Linked DNA regions of Mus musculus: region 1 is linked to region 2. The links are chromatin contacts, called in public promoter capture Hi-C maps. All regions are on one chromosome and are shown on one strand. Each heading gives the region's core, a stretch centred on a gene start, on an enhancer-like site or on the middle of the called end of the contact. The rest is flanking DNA. Distances are from core to core; before and after follow the strand shown. Region 1 overlaps Arhgap32 (Rho GTPase activating protein 32). Region 2 holds the start of Barx2 (BarH-like homeobox 2).

What was found. Promoter capture Hi-C pulls out the DNA fragments that hold promoters and counts their contacts.
Region 1: a promoter capture Hi-C map of hematopoietic stem and progenitor cells shows a contact between it and region 2, with 2.0 times the contacts expected there. The contact joins the enhancer-like site here to the promoter of Barx2 in region 2. A contact is called at or near these places in 13 of 39 promoter capture datasets (the 3T3-L1 cell line, 3T3-L1-derived adipocytes, cranial neural crest and 9 more), 1 of 15 datasets of contacts at CTCF or cohesin (embryonic stem cells), 4 of 484 Hi-C or Micro-C datasets (DN3 thymocytes, the HL-1 cell line, cerebral cortex and 1 more), 7 of 115 datasets of contacts at active chromatin or transcription factors (astrocytes, bone marrow-derived macrophages, embryonic basal ganglia and 3 more) and 2 of 9 other capture datasets (adipose tissue and embryonic stem cells).

Annotation. Positions count from the first base shown.
Region 1 is chr9:32,146,074-32,152,123 of GRCm38.p6, forward strand. Arhgap32 (Rho GTPase activating protein 32) reads left to right here. Exons shown (of 23, transcript NM_001370958.1): 3 at 5,849-5,940. Among named protein-coding and RNA genes, the nearest start is that of Arhgap32, 120 kb to the left of the region's middle. Within about 2 kb of position 4,403, at least 72 of the 459 cell types and tissues checked have an H3K27ac peak or open chromatin away from gene starts, as enhancers often do. A contact at or near this core is called in DN3 thymocytes, adipose tissue, hematopoietic stem and progenitor cells and 1 more, where this site is marked.
Region 2 is chr9:31,909,650-31,915,846 of GRCm38.p6, forward strand. Barx2 (BarH-like homeobox 2) reads right to left here and starts at 3,636. Exons shown (of 4, transcript NM_013800.2): 1 at 3,256-3,636. The coding sequence starts at 3,442. Gm31497 (a long non-coding RNA gene) reads left to right here. Exons shown (of 3, transcript XR_379218.3): 3 at 1,364-1,549.

The DNA.
Region 1 (6,050 bases), core at 3,153-5,652, 240 kb after region 2:
AGATTAAGCTTTGGTAGGTTTTGGCCTCAATTCCTGTTACGTGAATTCTTATCAAGCAAAGCATGGTCCCCAACCCCATCCTTACTCAACAGAACTTTTCATGAATTGATTCTCAGTGAACGTGACATGCGTTACAGGTGCCTTGCAGCTCGTTGAAGTTGTTCACCTTCAGCACTCAGTGTCACTTTCCCTTCCAGTTGTCTTCTCTACAGTTGATGAACATGGCATGTGCTTTTTATATCTCTCCTAAGTGTTGAGGCCGGGATGAAGCCATGTGACAGCTCCCTGTTCCTGTTACACATCCTCATGCAGCAACCGACACTTTCGGTTCAGTATTTAGTCAGCTCTCAGCTGTGTTTTCATGTAGAACTCAGGTCAAAACCTCATCAGAAGGCACTTCCCATACACTCAGGCATGTGCCTTGCCCTGACTGAGCTTCTCAGGGCCTTCTGCACTTGTCAGGCGGGCTGTGTGGAAGCCCTCACACCTTTCTCACTGCACAGCAGGGGTGACGACAGATTGCTCCTCAGAGGCCTCAGTTCTGTGTTGCTGTTTCTTACACTGAAGACCTTAGGCTTGCAGTCACATTAGTAGTTGCTTGCTTGCGCTAATCTTCTATTTTTATTCATTTCAAAGTTTAATTTTATTTATTGTTAATGTGCTCATGCTTGTACGTGGTGTGGTGTGATGTGAGAACAAGCACGTGTGTGCCGTGGCATGCACGTGGAGGTCAGGGGGCAGCTTAGGAGGTGGTTCTCTCCTTGCACCATGGCATCTGGGACTGAACTCAGGTGGGCAGGCTCGTGCGGAGCCATGGTCCATCTTATACCCTTAATAATTTGAAAATGAGAATATGAGCTTTATAGAAAGCAGTTTGTTTTATCTAGAAACTATCCTTGGAGGGATATACTGTTTTCTTATTGCCATTTGAAGTGATCCCTCTCTGCCTAGCCACTAACATATAATTAGGATCATTTGTTTTATTTCATTTCTCTATTTTTAGAGAGTGCTGCTTTTTCCCACTTTAATTTATTTTTACTGTGATTTAACTCATTTATGTGGCCTGCAGATCTCAAAATAGGAACAATCTGTCTTTTATTCTTTTTTCTCTCTTCCCTGTTGGTAAACATTTAAATTAGTTTTTTCCCGCTCTTCTCTTTTTTAAGCAAAACGCACATGTATATCCATATTTGCTGTTTCTAAGGAAGCACGGTGAAGACTCCGTCACAGCAGTAGACGGTAGTCTTTCTGATTGCTTTATAGCCATGATCAGTCTCTTGCATGGACACAGCATTACTGTGCTCATCTGGTCCCCTGCTAATAGAAATCTACACGGCTTCTGATTCTTAGTTACTAGAAATAGCCTTGGAAGAGAATAGCCCTTTATGCAGGTGACAGTTTGTACTCTTGCCAATGTAAGATGAAAATGGCAAAAAGAAAAGCAGTCCTGTCTTGGTAGAATGTGATAGGACAGAGATGAGTGTCTTCAGCTTCCAAGCCTCAGCCATAAGTGTGTCATGCAGACGTGTGAGTTTTATCACATAAATTGTATATATTAAGTCAGTACTGTAATGTTTACCCTATTCATTTTAATTACAATTAAGATGGAAAGATATATAGATTTAAAAATAATATACCCTCTTATATTTCTGGAGTGAAGTCAATTTAGTTATGATGTATTTTTATTGATAAAATGAGTTCGTTTTGCTGTTTTGCAACTGGCCTATAATTTTCTATTTTACTGTTGTCTGAATTTTCACCATTTAATTTTTATTTATCTTTTAATGGATGCCTAGTTTACATATAGTAAGTAACTTCTCCATATGTAATAATTATACATACACACACATATATAATGTATATACATATAAAATCATATCACATAATTGCACACACATATATAATTTTACTTGTTTTCTCCAAATATGAACAAGATCAAGATTCAAAAATAGGATGTTATGTAAAATTCAGGAAACTCTTGAATGTTTCTCAGTCAACCTTTTCTACCAGGTGTATCTATCACTCCCATACAAGAAATCCTGCACCATGGATGTGCCGTTTGTATTTGCCTTCTTTTGCATATTTAATAGAATCCCACATGATCCTTTCTGCTTCTGTGATGGTTATTTTCATCTAGGACTACTTCATATTCTTGCTCATTGTTAGATCTTATCTTTAGTGATGTCCTCATTGAAGTCTGATCTTTTTCTGTTATATATTTTTTGTTTGTATGTACATATTGTTAGGGTTCAGCCAATTTTTTATTAAACTAATAAAATTTATTTTAAAATATACAACTCAGTATTGACATTTTTAAGTCATCAGAGTAATTTATAATAGTTAAATGCCTCTTAAATATACATGATATCTTCTGAAGCTAAAAGTAATATACACTCAACCAGTTTTTAAAATTTATTTGAACATTAAACATGATAGAAGTAGAAAAAAAATCTCTTATGAAATCCTCTATGAAAGGAAATTGTGACAGGTTCCTGATTAGACAGAAACCATTCCTCCTCCAAGGGAGAACAGGCAGTGAACCTGGCTTCATAGAATGAGTTGGGTAGTGTTCCTTCTGTTTCTATTTTGTGGAATAGTTTGAAGAGTATTGCTGTTAGGTCTTCTTTGAAGGTCTGATAGAATTCTGCACTAAAACCATCTGGTCCTGGGCTTTTTTTGGTTGGGAGACTTTTCATGACTGCTTCTATTTCTTTAGGGGTTATGGGATTGTTTAGATGGTTTATCTGATCCTGATTTAACTTTGGTATTTGGTATCTGTCTACAAAAATTGTCCATTTCATCCAGATTTTCCAGTTTTGTTGAGTATAGGCTTTTGTAGTAGGATCTGATGATTTTTTGAATTTCCTGTTTCCATTGTTATATCTCCCTTTTCATTTCTGATTTTGTTAATGTGGAAATTCAGTCTCTGCCCTCTGGTTAGTCTGGCTAAGGGTTTATCTATCTTGTTGATTTTTCTCAAAGAACCAGTTCCTGGTTTTGTTGATACTTTGTATACTTCTTTTTGTTTCTGTTTGGTTGGTTTCAACCCTAAGTTTGTTTATTTCCTGCTGTCTACTCCTCTTGGGTGTGTTTGCTTCTTTTTGTTCTAGAGCTCTCAGATGTGCTGTCAGGCTGCTAGTGTATGCTCTTTTTGGAGACACTCAGAGCTCTGAGTTTTCCTCTTAGCACTGCTTTCATTGTGTCCCATAAGTTTTGATATGTTGTGCCTTCATTTTCATTAAATTTTAAAAGTCTTTAAAGGGACAGGGCACAGGCAGGGAGGGGGATTGCCGCTGCCCCCTGTGCTGCTGCTGCTCCAAGACTGCACTGGCTGCACTGACCTGAGTAGGGCTTAGCCAGTGGAAGGCTGAGAGCCAGCAAGGGCAGTGCGGGGGAGCTTCTGGTGGTGGAAGTTTTGGGGGAGCAGTTCTCTTCCCTGCCAGTGTTGCAGCTCTTATGACAGACGCTCTCAGATGAAGCAGTACTTCTTACACCTTTGTTCCTTCTGGGTAGGGTCTTATATACAGTTTTGGGGTGGGTTGGGGTCTGAAAGTAGGTGCTTCCTATTGGCTTGGTCTGAGAGGTTAGAGATGCCTCATCTACATGTGGGAGGGCTTGGGGTGCTACCTCTATGTGACTAATGGCCACAAATCTCTCCATGGGGGGCTGTGGGTACATGTCAGGGGCTGGGTGCTAGGAGGAGGCAAAGCTCCTCAGGGTCCCTGAGGCTTCTAGCCTTAGCTCCATCTTACCAGGCTTTCTCTCACAGCCCACTACCCCACATCCAATTATTATCTCACCAGTTCTTATCCGTCATCACCTATTCCCATGCTAAAATATCTTTAAATATCAACATAAAACCATTTAAAAAAAGGAAGATGAGGGAATCATCTACTAGACAAGTTGGCAAACGTATTCTTACAGGGCCATCTGGTGCATGCTGTAGGCCCGTGAGCCACAATGTTCAGGCAGCTTCCCAACTCGGACCAAACATGGCCACAGTCCATTAAAAGTTACTATAAAAATCAGGGACCTACAAATTCAGTCCTACAGCATTTGACCTATAGTCTGGTGGCCAGTGAAACCATTACTCAACCAACTTTTGTGTGAAGTTGCCTAAATGGTTGCCTCATCTGTCTTGAAGGCTTAGAGCTTGTTTTGTTTTGTTGGCTTAGAGACACTGACTTTGTGGTCTACATTTTTATTTCACTGAATATATTAATAGATCGCACAGTTTTCACTTTCTATCCATAACAGAAGAGAGAAGAGAGTAGCAAAGGAAGAGGATACTTCACAATGACCAGAAACCTCAACAGATGGCTCCAAGTGATACCAGCCCTGTAGCCAGCAGCGGAGGGAAAGAGACAGCACAGTTCTCACTAACGTGCAGACGCAGACCAGAGATGAAAAAGTGTGTGGTGTGTGATGTCACAGCTGAGGAGTGAACTGTTTCCTTACACTCGCACACATGCGCGCTCTCTCTCTCTCTCTCTCTCTCCTCTCTCTCTCTCTCTCTGTCTATTTCTTTCTCTCTTTGTCTTTCTCTCTCTCTTTCTTACACACACACACACACACACACACACACTGACCAGTTTTTTCATAAGAAAGAAATGTAGTTAAGGTTGTGATTCTTGAGTTAGGAAGCTAAGGCAGGAAGACCGTGAGTCTAAGTCCAGTTTACACTGCCTAGATTTTGTCATTGTCCTTTTTAAGGCTGTGGAAGGTTGTAATTTTCTTCTCAGCATACCTTGAGTTGTGCAGTCTGATAATGCTGAGCCAGGTGACATATTCTGCTTTTCTGTTCTCAGGATTAACTTGTATTAAGCATTAATATTCTGATCTAGACTTAAGCATGGATTTACTTATGATAGATACTTGGATTTAAATTTTGTTTGTTTGTTTGTTTTTCGAGACAGGGTTTCTCTGTATAGCTCTGGCTGTCCTGGAACTCACTCTGTAGACCAGGCTGGCCTCGAACTCAGAAATGTGCCTGCCTCTGCCTCCCAAGTGCTGGGATTAAAGGCATGTACCACCACGCCCGCCTAAATTTTGTTTTTTCCCCCAGACTGCTACAAAATTCTTGCTTTTAGATGTTTTTAATTAGACACCTGAATGTTTCACTAAATTTCATAATCCTCTCTGAGAACTGGGGTAGACTGAGGAGTATGTTGGCATACATATGGCCTTCAGGATTTGAAATGAGAAATACCCGTTGCTCCACTGTTAATAGGACCTGTTAAATGGGTCTCACTAGATGGTAGTGACACTTATCTTTTTTTTTTTAAGATTTAGTTATTTTTATGTATATGAGTACACTGTAGCTGTCTTCAGACACACCAGAAGAGGATATCAGATCCCATTACAGATGGTTGTGAGCCACCATGTGGTTGCTGGGAATTGAACTCAGGACCTCTGGAAGAGCAGTCAGCGTTCTTAACTGCTGAGCCATCTCTCCAGCCCCATAGTATCATTTTAAACTTTGGTTTGTAATTATAATGTAACCAGGTTTATCTCATTTCAGTAATTTCTAGGAGATGTTTTAGTTTATATTGAGAATCTTAATTGCTGATTATAAAATTTTATGATATGAACTCGAATTTATTTTTACAGTAAACTTTCTTTTATGCGGTAAGTTCAGGTATTTAAATTTAATATTTCTGTTAGCTTATTCTGAATTGCTAGTGGTCAAGTAAGTTCATAATTTAAAGGAAAATATATAAAATCAAAACATGTTTCTATTAGTACAGGTTGAGAAGAACGAGTGAAAATGTATCTGTAGTCTGTTTTCATAAGAGACGTCTCAACTCTAGCAGGCTCACCATAGCTTTTCTGTTTCTTTCTTCCTAAGGCAAGAGGAGCAGATGTCCCTGAGATCCCTGGAGACCTGACTCTTAAGTCCTGTGGCAGTACAGCGAGCACGAAGGTTAAGCATGTGAAGAAGTGAGTGCTTCCAGGGCGGGCTCCAAGCGCGGTCCTACAAACGGGTGGCAGGCCTTCATTTGTTAGAAATAGTTTAACTAGATCAGAGTCTTCTATGCATGTAACAACTT
Region 2 (6,197 bases), core at 2,386-4,885:
TGGCTTTGCAATCTAGCCCAGTGGGAGGAGCCAGTTTTATTCAATGACTTTGGAGTTACTGATGACCCAAAACAGACAACATCAGCATACCCCAAAAAGCTGTGCTGTATTTATAAAATAATAACGTGTACATCGTTTGGGTAAACTTTGAGTCACTGACACCATTCTACTATTCAAGACACGATTTCTGACTTCCAACTGGCAATCTGTTTTCATTCTGTATGAGGATTACTGTTATCAGATTTAAAGATAAGACGTACGAGTCACATACTCATTTAAGTTAAAAAAAAAATTATACCTCACTGAGGACGTGAGTGGTAAACTTTGTTTAAATGGAGGCTTACTTTAGTTTGTTGGGTATGTTTTTTTTTTAATTTAATGATGAAACTTTCCTTTAGTTTGACTTAAAAAGGATTCTCTTTCTCAGTATCAATTCTCTTTCTTGGATTTAGGAGAAACTACTGGGGGAGAAAAAAAAAACATTTAGAAGTCACTCTGTAAGAGTAAAACTGCTGTGTTTTCAATAAAGACCTGTTAAAATGAACAATACTTTTCTAATGATGAGTGTTCCACCAAGGGAGAATGTTTAGTAATGAATGACTGCCAGGTGATTATCTGACTAATGAAAAAGGTTTCCATTCCTCTGTTTACTTAAATACACACTCTACTGCCTGCGGAGATTTGATATCATGCATTGCCACTTGGATTACTAAATCTAGCAACACGGACTGCTTAATTAGGTGGAAGTCTTCTAAATGTGGCTTTTGTTCCGCCCTTATCCTTCATGCTTATTGAACACGCTGGTCAACAGTGGAGCAGATTGTGGAGAGATTTTTAGTCTTCATTTTCAACATTCTGCCTGACCGAGTTCACTTCTGTCACAGTTACTTAAGCTTGGTGGAGGTGTGCAAACTTTAAAAATGAGAAAATTGGTCACTTTAATTCCAGTGTAAGTTTCCACTTGTTTTGAATTTCTCCGACAGTGTTTCGGCCACCTAGGCTGCACATCTGTCTCTATCCAGAAAAATGCATTACTGTTTCGCTGTAGATACCAGCAACTCCAGTTTTATTATTTTTAATTAATTTTTAAAAGATTGTAGCTATCCTAGCTAAGGGTTTTTTGTTTTTTGTTTTGTTTTGTTTTGTTTTTTGACCCTGATTTGGACAGTTAAAAAGTACAAGACAGCTTTGAAAGCATAAAACCCCAGAGAAGTCTCTAATGGGCTTCCTATGATCTCATACACGCAAGGCTTTCTCTGTAACCGTAAACCCACTGTAGGCTTACGATCTGGAAGTATCAACTATTGTAGCCAGTTTTTATGAGTTTAATTCCACTAGCAAATCCTACTTTCTATATTTTAAGTCTCAACTACAGCAAATCAAGCACATTTTGAAAGAAACGATCCAGGGGGAAGAATGGAAAAAGAAGGCAAGAAAACCACCGCAAATAACCTCTCCTGCAGCAAACCAAGAACTTCTAGGAACACAGGACAAGCCTGCGACCATGTCAACTCACCTTTATTGCTCACAAAACTGCCTTTGAATCATTGCAGTGTGCCTGTTTTATTTCCCACCCAAGGTTCCATAAATCATGGAACTAGCCTGGACTGACTACGTGAAAACTTTCTGGGCCTTTTTCTCCCTCTCTTTTTCCAGCATGTTTTCTTGCATGACCCAACTCTGTGACTCCCACAAGCCATGGAAAGTGGCCTTAGAATTACATCAAAGCCCCTGAAAGGCAGCAGGTACTAAACAGGGCCCTGGGTCCCTCAGGAACTGAACCTATCTTCTGGGTAGCGAGACTCAACGGGGTACAATGAGAATTGTCACGGGGGGGGGTCCTCATTGGGATTTTATTGTTGTGGCAAATAAATGTTCTCAAAGAGAAGATTTAGCCTACTTCTCCAGCCCCAAACATTCACAGATGACTCATTGGAGACTCTACATATATAGCAGACAAAATGCCAGCAGGGTGGGCCTCTATCTTGTTTCTCAAATCTATTTAATGTATACCTTGATTATTTTCTTGTTTATAAAATTCAGTATTACAAGGCTTGTTGTGGGATATCAAGTCTAAAACTACCTTGCTGAAAGAAGTGAAATATTCATTTTATGGCCAAATGTAGGAGTAACTTGATTTGGGAAAAACCTCTCCCCATATTTATTATTTAGACTTAGTGACTAGCATGGCTGGACCGTGGGAGAGATGGAATTCCAAGTATTACATTTAGCAGCTTTTTATCCCCGAAGTTCAGAAAAGAAGTCTGGGAACCACTGCAGTGGGCACACACTTCCATTTTTCCAATTATAATTTCGTGAGTTTGTTTCATGGCAGTCATACAGCAAGCACAGAACCAAAGGCCCAAAGCACTTGTTTGCTCTCAGTGGAAAGCACAGTCAAGAACTTCCTTGAAAATATTTTCAACTGTTTTAGCTCCACCTAACTTTTTTGTAGCCTGATCCCCATCTGCCAGGGAACTTTGAAACCCAGAGCTTCTCTAAATGTACACCCTGTTTTAAATGTCTTTGGATTGATTTCCTACAGATCTACTTTTTCAATGTAATTACTAAATTCTCTGTTTCCTTCCTATTGGTCTAGTTTTTGTGGACAGAGGAAACCAGGTTTGAGGGTTTTTTTTTTTTTAAAAAAACTGTTACTAGTGTTGGTTTTAGTCACTTAAAACAAACAAGGGGTTTATCCTTTCTGCTTGTGTCAAAACTCAGCACAGCCCAAAACTACTTTCCTGAGGGCAATCATTTTAAGTAAAGTTTGATGTAGTCACAAGTTTATTTTGAAGCCCATGAAACCGATTTACCTGTAAAATTACAAAAGAGGCTGGGCAATCTAACTCTAGGTGAAAGATGAGACCACCAAATTAAAGTTGAAACTGACAAGCTCACTGCGTGAAACCGCCTAGGCACTGAATCTGTTCAAGTGTTTGAAGTTTCTCACTAAAACCCCCGGTAGTGCCAGGGAGAAGGACGCTTTCTCCAAGAAGCCAGGACAGTTATGCTACATTGGCGTCTCACTCCAAGGACCACTTGGTCTTAACTCATCTCCCATCCAGGGAGCAGTACCTGCCCAGGCCCGGTTGCAAACGCTTTTGAATGCCCACCACTGGCGGGCGAGTCTGTTCTTGCAAGGACGCAGGAAAAGAATCCTTTGGTCCCTCTGGCTCTCAGGTTGGAAAGCAGAGGCGACCGCACACGGGCAAAAGTACAGCAGCCCACTATATCGCCCAGCGGTTGTCTTACCGGTACAAGAGTGCAGGGGCTTGGGTCGCACCACCAGCGACGGGCACACAGAGTAGAGGGAAAGTTTCTCAAAGTAGTCGCAGGTCTCCTTGGAGAGGATCTCATCGATCATGAAAGTCTTGTAGCGCCGCCTGGCTGCTTTGAGCTGGCCGGGTGAGCTCAGCCTCAGTTCCGCGTGGCAGTGCATGGTGAGCCGGGACCAGAGCCTGGCGACCTGAGCGCGGCGAGCGCCTGGCCGTCCGGGACCGCAGGAGGTGGCTCGCTGGCTGGGGCCTGAGCCCCGCTCCTCGGCAGCCAGAGGGGCGGCGGGGCCCGGGGAGGCGCGCAAAGCAGAGAGGGCACGGGCGCGCCTGCTGCGTCTACACCCACCCGCCGAGCAGCATCTTTGACTACAGCCTTTTTGGGACACCGCAGCTGTCAATCAGCGCGCACTTCCTGCAGGGCCAGGTGCGGAGCGCGAGCCGAGGGGCGTCGGCCGCTACCCCGCCCCTGCGCGCCCGTGCGGCTGGGGTGCTGACCTGCGCACCCCGGGTCCGACCGCTCTTGCCCGCTGCCTCCCGCCGATCCGAGAGTCGAGCGCTCCCCAGGCGGCTCTATTTTAAGACACTCGCTCCGGTTCTCCTTTCCCCCTCCCCCAGCTCCAGGTGTGTGTACGGGTGTGTGCGCGCGCTCGTGTGTGTGTGTGCACGCGCAGGACTGCGGGCGCGCGCCTCCTTCTCCAGGGACTCAGGAGTCTAGCCGCCACTTTTCCGAGTCGCATCGCCCCTCTGTCCTCCCTTAGCGCCAGTCCTGCTAAAGGGGGCACCGCTCCCGCCCCTCCGCCCCCGCAACCCTATAGGCAGCTATGTCCACACCTCTTGCCATAAAGCAGTGGCATCTTCATCCAGAATCGCGAAGCTCCGGGCTCCAGAGCGCGCGCTTTCCGACGACCACCGAGCCTCACTTGTCCCCGCTGGGCCATTTCCCTAAACCACAGTGTCCTCTCTCAACCCAGCCCACAGCTCCGAAGCCCGCGCTGCAGCCGTGCGCTCCCGAGGTGGGGCATTTGCTCCAAGGTTGCAAACTTGATTGCCTCACTACGACCCCAAACTACAAATGAATTTAGCACACTCCGTTATCCCAATTATAAACTAGGGTAGTAATGTGGTGTGTGTGAGTGTGTGTTTAAATTCTGTTCATACAACGGTTTTCTTTTGCCAGAAAGGGCCAAAACAGCGGGATCGCGACGTGCCCGCGGCCCTTCCAAAGTTAGCCCAAATTCTGGCTTTTCCTAGTGCCCAATCCCGCTTTCCATTCCGGGGTATAACACACTTCTGGTATTGGGGGATGGTTTGCCTCTTTCTTCCTAGCGTCCTAATCTCAGAATCTGTTCCTACCAATGTCTGTACGAACTTTGTTCCTAACCACAATCCTTGCGTTAGAGCGTCCGGCCCGCACCTAAGCGCCTAGGACAGCTCCTGCTGTCAGTGACTCTTCCAGCCGGCCGGCCGGCCGTGGGAAACGACCTCCGGGTGCACTCCCAGCCCCCAAGACTGTGCCCCTGAAGTGGTGTGCGCAAGCTGGAAAAGAAACGGACAGCGGGGACACAGAATTTGGGACAAAACAGCCGATGGTGTTTGCCTGACGCTCGCACGGTGCGACTGATCCCGTGGCTACGCGCTCCGAGCATGGTTAGCCGCGGAAGCAAGTCGGGACGCGCACCTGGGCCGGTGGTTAAACTCGCTAAGGAACAAACTTGCTGAACTAATGATTAAACACTTAAAGAAAATAGGCATTAATAGACTGAATCATAGTCGAGCGTTTGCTGTGGGCATCAGCTCGTATTAATGATTTTTATTTCTCGTGTGTCTGCCTCTGCCTGATTTCTCTTTCCTTCTTAACTCTTGAGATTGCTTTTATTTCTGCTGTACCAGACATAGGTAGCCAGCACTGCAGCTAGGTACCCCAGAGGCTGAGGTCCTTGCCTTTATCCCTGGACTCTGTGGACTATCTGCTGTGGAGGACGGAGGGCCTAGGACCTGTCGGGGTGCGCCACCGGTCGCCTCGACCCGCTACGCGAGGAGCCAGGGGCCAGGGACCCAGCGCAACACTCGCTGCCGTGCTAATCCTGAGGCGCTGCTCTCTTGAGTCACCCGTACAGTGCCATGCCGCACCATAGGCAGCCACGAAGAAACTAAGTGCTTGGCGGGAATTGAGTCTGACGGAGGCGACAGGGAGACCGGCTTGCAGCGCTCGGAGCCCGGCATCCGAATGGCCTCAGGGCCGGAGCTTGAGCGTGCCGCTGCGCTTAGGCTAGCAGGTTCCGGAGTGGTCTCGCGAAGGCGTGCGCTCTGGGTCTCACTATCGGTAACCCTGTCTCTGTCCTGCACTCCTGTCCTTCAACCTTTTTTCTTTCTTTCTCTTGGCTCTTCCCTCTTTTTACCCCTCTCATTTCTCCCTTTCCCTCGTTGGTACTCGCCTTTGGGGCTTCTAAGTTTGGGCTCCTTTTTCTCTTTCCTTACTTCTGCCCTTCGTTCCGTTCTTCCCCCCATAATGCATGCTTGTTTCTTTTTCTTCTTCCCTTTCTTTCTCCCTCTCCACCTTTTCTCTCTCCAAACTCGAGTCAGGAGTGGCATTTGTGAACCCGTACCCAGGGAAGCTCTTAGACAGACCAAGTGCTTGAACTCCTAGCCCAGTCTGCAGGAATGGACTGGCCCCATGACAAGTCTTTCCAAGTGGGGCCTCATTCTGTCGTCTTACTGCTCCCTTCTTCCCATAGAGCCTCAGGCACAAAATTCACTTAAACCCTCCTGTCAATTTGGCTTGAAAGCTAGTGAATTTTGATAGCCAAAGAAGTAGAGAGCATCCCCCATCGGTGCCTTACAAACTTTCTCTCTCTTTTTTACCCCCCCCTACAAGGAAGGAAGGGGACTGGAAGAACAAATTCCCGCTGAAGGAAGGAA